Linked DNA regions of Rattus norvegicus: region 2 is linked to region 1. Evidence: chromatin contacts called from public Hi-C data. All regions are on one chromosome and are shown on one strand. Each heading gives the region's core, a stretch centred on a gene start, on an enhancer-like site or on the middle of the called end of the contact. The rest is flanking DNA. Distances are from core to core; before and after follow the strand shown.

Region 1 (2,777 bases), core at 77-2,576:
ATGTGAAAGAGCAGTTAAGAAAATGTAACTGTAGTAAATTGAGCATGCACTAAAATATATTTAATAATCTTTTCAATTAGAAAGCTACAGAAAATCCAATGATAATAGAGACTTAATCATGTGCCACTCAGATGTCTTACATATTCCAGCTTAGGGAGATGTTGACTTTGGCCCGGCCCTAAGTTGGCTGCACCTATAAAGACTTCTCACTTTCATTATACATTGTTCTTGTTCTCTGACTTAACTCCATTGTGCAATCTTCGACGCAAGCAGAGGCGGCAGAAGTGACCTGAAGTTACGGATTTCCAAATGACCTTTTCAAGCAGATAAAGTCTGCAAACATGCATGTGTTTCAGTGTTCTTGGAATTATTTTGAGAAGGATGATGTGGTGAAAGTCTACGTTTGGATATCCCAACACAATTATACATATAAACTCAGCTGATTTCATTTTTACTTATAAACGTGCATTTTAATTATTTTTGTCAGAAATGAGCACCAAAGCTCCTAATGGCAGGAAACATTCTCTGTACAGAACGTGAAATAAATCCCTTTTAACACAGCTGTATCCCTTCACAGGCATCTGGATCTCTTTCTGTTTTTTATTTAATCTGCTTTTGTCGGCTTACTGATGCAATTCCAGGTTGTAGCCATTCCTCGATGATGCTTGCTGTGCGATGACTTTAACTTGCACTCGGTTGCAAAGGCCGCTAGACAAGTCACAGATTATTTTCCACTGCTCCTAAAGTGGTAGTTTTTTTTTTTTTTAAATAAAGAGGACCCATCTTAATCCATTAGTGAAAATAATGAGATGTTTACACTTCTAGAACTCCATGCCTTTTTATTTCATACATGCAAATAAGTCTCAATTTCACTTTTACAAATGATTATGGAAAGCAAGATTTTTCTTAGCCAATGACATTTTAAATCCATGGAAAAGCATGGTTACTCATTCTTTATATTACAAATACTAGTTGATGCCAGCCCTCACTCTGTCCATGTCCAAATACTCGGGAGTTCTGCTTTGATTTGATCATATACCGTGACATCTCCAACTTAGAAACGTTCACTTCCACTCATTGTCCTGCTATTTAAAGCATTTTGGGTGCCCTGTTGTCATTGTTTTCAGAACTGGGAATTAAACTGGGTCTGTGCTCTGTGACTGACCGGTCTGTACCACAAGCCCTTCATAGACGTCTACATGTGGCTTCCCTGGACTTTTGGATTCCTGCGAACTTTGCTTGGAACAGTAAGTTCTTGGTTCTAAACAGTGTAGGGAGAGGAGCCAGGTGTGGTCAGAGCTGTGCCAACAACAGGGACAAAGCAGGGCATAGTTGGTTCTGATAAGCTCTCCCTGAGGCTTACAGACCTGTATTACAAACATGCCCTCTGTCAAGAACGTTTCTCATGTAAAATTAGACTCACACTGGAGCCAGTTCAGTTGCCAAAGACGTGTTAATTGGATGAATCTCTAGACCTTATTAAGTATATTCTGAATAGCTCAATTATGCAAATCAGCTCATGCTAAAAGCACAAAGGACATGGGATTTTTAAGTGAGATGTCTACAAATAATAGTAACTTAAAATCCTTTTTCCATGCATTATTTCATGCAGCCATTCTGAGGTCACTGAAAGGTGAGAGGAACAACAAAGATTTTCCTGGGAGACATGCTAACTGACTTACTTCAGGATCACTAAGTGGGGGTGTCAGCAGTCCGTTCATCCTGGGTGTGAATTGTCTTGCATTGCTCTACCCTTTGGGGTAATTGGAGATGGAGTGCTGAGTTATCCCACACACAAGGCTCACAGCTGTCACCTAAGGCAGAAGACAAAGGTGTGTGCATCTTACTGCAGGTTTTATTGTTACAGTTGCCTGTAAATACAAAGACCCAATCCCCATGGAAAGCTTTTTGCTTAGCTCCCTTGAGTAATGGGCAACTGTAATTGAATGAATAGTCATAGCAGAAGCAGGAAGTCCAGCAAGGCCTGAGGGTTCAGGGGGCCTCTCCCTGCATAATTCAGGGCCTCTGGTATCAGAGCTTAAAGGAGAAAGAACAGACTGCTGTTTTCATTCTGGAGAAGACTTCAAGTCTTACCGTTTTGGAGAAGAGGACTTCCGGCTTTAATGAGTCACATCTGGAGGACTTGTGAGTCAGTAGCCAGAGAGTTAGCTTGAGGACACTTCTTGGACCTTACAGTTCCCTTTGAAGTTCTTTGTATACCAAAGTGCCATGCTTTATGTTCAGAGCCCCCATCTTTTGTATGCATATGTACATGCATGTATGTGAGTATAACCTAGTCCAGGCTTGAGCTCACTGTGTGGCTGAAGTTGCAAAGCTTTTATTTTCTAGGCTATATTCTGTTTGAGCAAATACAGTAACTGCTCACTCAATTCACTATAATTTGGTTCTCTCAAATCTCCAAAACTCACCTACCTAAAGCTGGACAAGGTCTCTTGTGCCTGATCTTGCAACTTCTCTCCTGAAATTGGAGGGCTAAGATGGAGAACTTCTGAAGCTCATAGGACAGCTAGCCTGGACTATATAGCTATGAACAACAAAGGGATCCCATCTCAAGCAAGATGAGACCAGTATTGAGCTTGTCCTCAGATCTCCATAGTCAAGCATGCCAGCACACGGACATTTCTTAAAAGTTCATTAACTACATTTCACCTCTTTCAAAAAAATGACATGTGACAATAGGCACAAAAACCCCTGCATTTCTACTGACAATGTGTGTGGGGAGGGGCTACATGGCATAAGTGAGTGACGTAATGGTC
Region 2 (2,777 bases), core at 172-2,671, 53 kb after region 1:
GTGTAAAAATGAAACTATCACCTAATGATTAGACTTGCTCTAAGAATCATTTCCCCCAAAGAATGCCTAAAATGTTCCATTTGCTTGTTTTTTTTGTTTTGTTTTGTTTTTTAACAGATGTGAAACATCAAATAACAGAAAGGGCTACAGCACTAAAGTTTTTTTTTTTCTTTTTCTTTTTTTCAGAGCTGGGGACCGAACCCAGGGCCTTGCGCTTGCTAGGCAAGTGCTCTACCACTGAGCTAAATCCCCAGCCCCAGCACTAAAGTTTTAACAACCTACATAATTTAAAATATTGGCATTCTGAGGGCTGGAGGTGTTACTGAAGAGCGGAGCTTGTGCCAGGATGAAAAAACCCTCCATTTGATTCTCAACTCTGAAAAAAAGAATGTTAGTATTCTGCAATGATATTTGGAAAGAACAGGAATCTCATTTGAAAAATTAGATAATTATAAAATGAAACTGGGTCAGGTAAACATTGACAGACAATGAACTATAATCCACTACTCTTTTTCTCTCTCTTAAATGTTTTATTAAAATTATGAGCTTATTTATCTCCCGACATAAATGATTTTATTTCTTGTAAGAACAATTAAGTATAATTGATATTTCCTTTCCTAGCATGAAAATCAACAGTTTAATTAAAACTGAAAACTTTCAGGTTTGAATTAAAATAGCCAAAGGGGCAAAGAAATTTCTTTAAAGTAAGACAACGCACAGTAGTCTACCTCTCTGAAGATAATGCCAGGGGCATTCTCCTATTTTGATGTTGACATCACAGAAAATATCTTAATATCCTGTCCCTAAATGTTCTTTGAACTATTCAAATGGCTGTCATGTGCAGGCGCCAAGGTTTCACAGCCACACAGCTGATTACCACTGGAAGGAAACGTTAGAGGCAGACAGACTCACACTTGGTGCTCTCACCAGGCTTAGACTGAGTCTGAGGAAAATTCAAATGAATGTGTGTTTGCTGAGGCAGTGCGTCTATTCAGTTCATGTCACAGAAAGATCCCTCCCAAATACTACTCTTCTTAGCTTAGGTTTGTTCCGCCCATGCAGACACAAACTTACATCGATGACTTGTGATTTCTTTAGTTATATTTCACAAGATCTGCATTACCAGTGGCATATGTGAATGTTCCAAGGGGGACTCTCTACATCTTACTAGATTTAGTCAAAGAAGTACGTCTTTAAATTTTAAATTTAAAAATATTAATGCATTAGTATTTTTTGCACTACATAATAGTGAAGGCAATGAATACTAGAAATAAGCTAAAAGATAAATTTTTAAAAATCTTTCCATACCTTCTCCTTATTCCAACAATAAACCATATGCAACAGCTCACCAACACGGCAATTCCCCAAATCAAAGAAATAGTCATCATTTTGCAAAAGCAGGAAAATTTCCAAAGGGGAGACTCTTTGCCTAGCAAAGCAAGGCTGTCCCGAAACAGTGGGTCTGACTAGACTTTATATGTGCACAGGACCATGATCCAATAACTTGAACTTGAGTGACCAAAGCAAACACTATTTGTCCTCCTACTAGAAAAAAGAAGAAAAAAATAGCATTACCCGGCCTTGAACTAAGTCCATAGTCTCAGAAGAGGCTCCAGAACAAACAGAGAGCTGCAATACTCGATAAGCTGAAGGTCTGTCCCTCATGTGCTGACATAACATCCAAAGCCGGGACAGCAGCTAATGCTGTGCTCTGTGTGTAGAAAAAGAAGTAAACAGATGAGCACATCTGTCAAAGGTGTGGAGCACGACGCAAAGCAAAACAGGCAGAAGCTTCCCATCACAACACTGGCTGCCCATAATGTTACCCTTCGGGGAAAATTATTTAAATGAACCTCCAGAAGTATCCCGAAACCAATCCTAAGGGACGCGAACTGTATGGAACTATTCTCCTGCTTGACTGCTCGGTGTGTTTACAAAGCCACAGGTATTTCATGTGGTATATGACAGGTTACCTATCTACCATCATCGAAATAGAAAACCTCCCAGGACTCATCTACCAGGAAGCCACAGCTTGAGAATTCACTCCTTACCAATTGTTATTGGTAATTAAGATGTATTTTATTTCAAATAAAGACTACAACACTTCTTGTCCGAAAAGTAAATATGAATTCATAATTTACCTCCTATACTACTCATAGACTGGCATACATCCTTCCCAACTTTATTTAACATAATCTTTCATTCTGTGCTGGAAGTTGAACCCATGGCCCAACTCCTCCTAGGTAAGCCCTCTACCTCTGTGATATACCCCAGATCCCTGTTTAACATAAATATTAATTGAGCGTTTTTATGTCCCAGGAACTCTTTGAAGATATTCTTGTTTCAGGTATTAACAAGATATGGAGTTTCTCTACTGAAGATTATATTTTAATGGGGAGACAGGTGGCAAATATGTGTTGTGTATCCATAAAATGAGGTGTCCAGAGCTACTGGGGGATGAAGAGGGCTTTAAATATGTTGATAGGAAAAGCTTTTCTGAAAAGATGGTCTTGAGATGGAATAGCCAAGAAAACACATTTCCAGGAGACCGGAAAGCAAAAGTGAAGTTCCTGAGCAAAGGATGAGCCTGATGTGCGAAAATATAGAATGAATGAATTAGAGCAGAGTGAATAGGGGAGGAGTTGGGTTAAAACAAGAGTCAAGAAGATAAGCAAACACTGGCTCATGGAGGGATGCTTGGGAGTGGGGAGAGGATCGTGCCGGTTGCCTTGGAAGGCAGTACATCAGTACAGTGTGCTGAACATTTGAAAATCCAG

Evidence for each region. Hi-C and Micro-C count contacts between places; a contact is called where the count stands out from the background.
Region 2: a contact with region 1 is called in a Hi-C map of liver, with 7 times the contacts expected there. The contact joins the promoter of Cyp7a1 here to the enhancer-like site in region 1. A contact is called at or near these places in 10 of 12 Hi-C or Micro-C datasets (the A7r5 cell line, Schwann cells, frontal cortex and 5 more).

The regions. Positions count from the first base shown.
Region 1 is chr5:24,130,150-24,132,926 of GRCr8, forward strand. No RefSeq gene overlaps it. Among named protein-coding and RNA genes, the nearest start is that of Ubxn2b, 30 kb to the left of the region's middle. Within about 2 kb of position 1,327, at least 6 of the 93 cell types and tissues checked have an H3K27ac peak or open chromatin away from gene starts, as enhancers often do. A contact at or near this core is called in liver, where this site is marked.
Region 2 is chr5:24,182,781-24,185,557 of GRCr8, forward strand. It overlaps Cyp7a1 (cytochrome P450 family 7 subfamily A member 1), which reads right to left and starts at 1,422. Exons shown (of 6, transcript NM_012942.2): 1 at 1,309-1,422. The coding sequence starts at 1,388.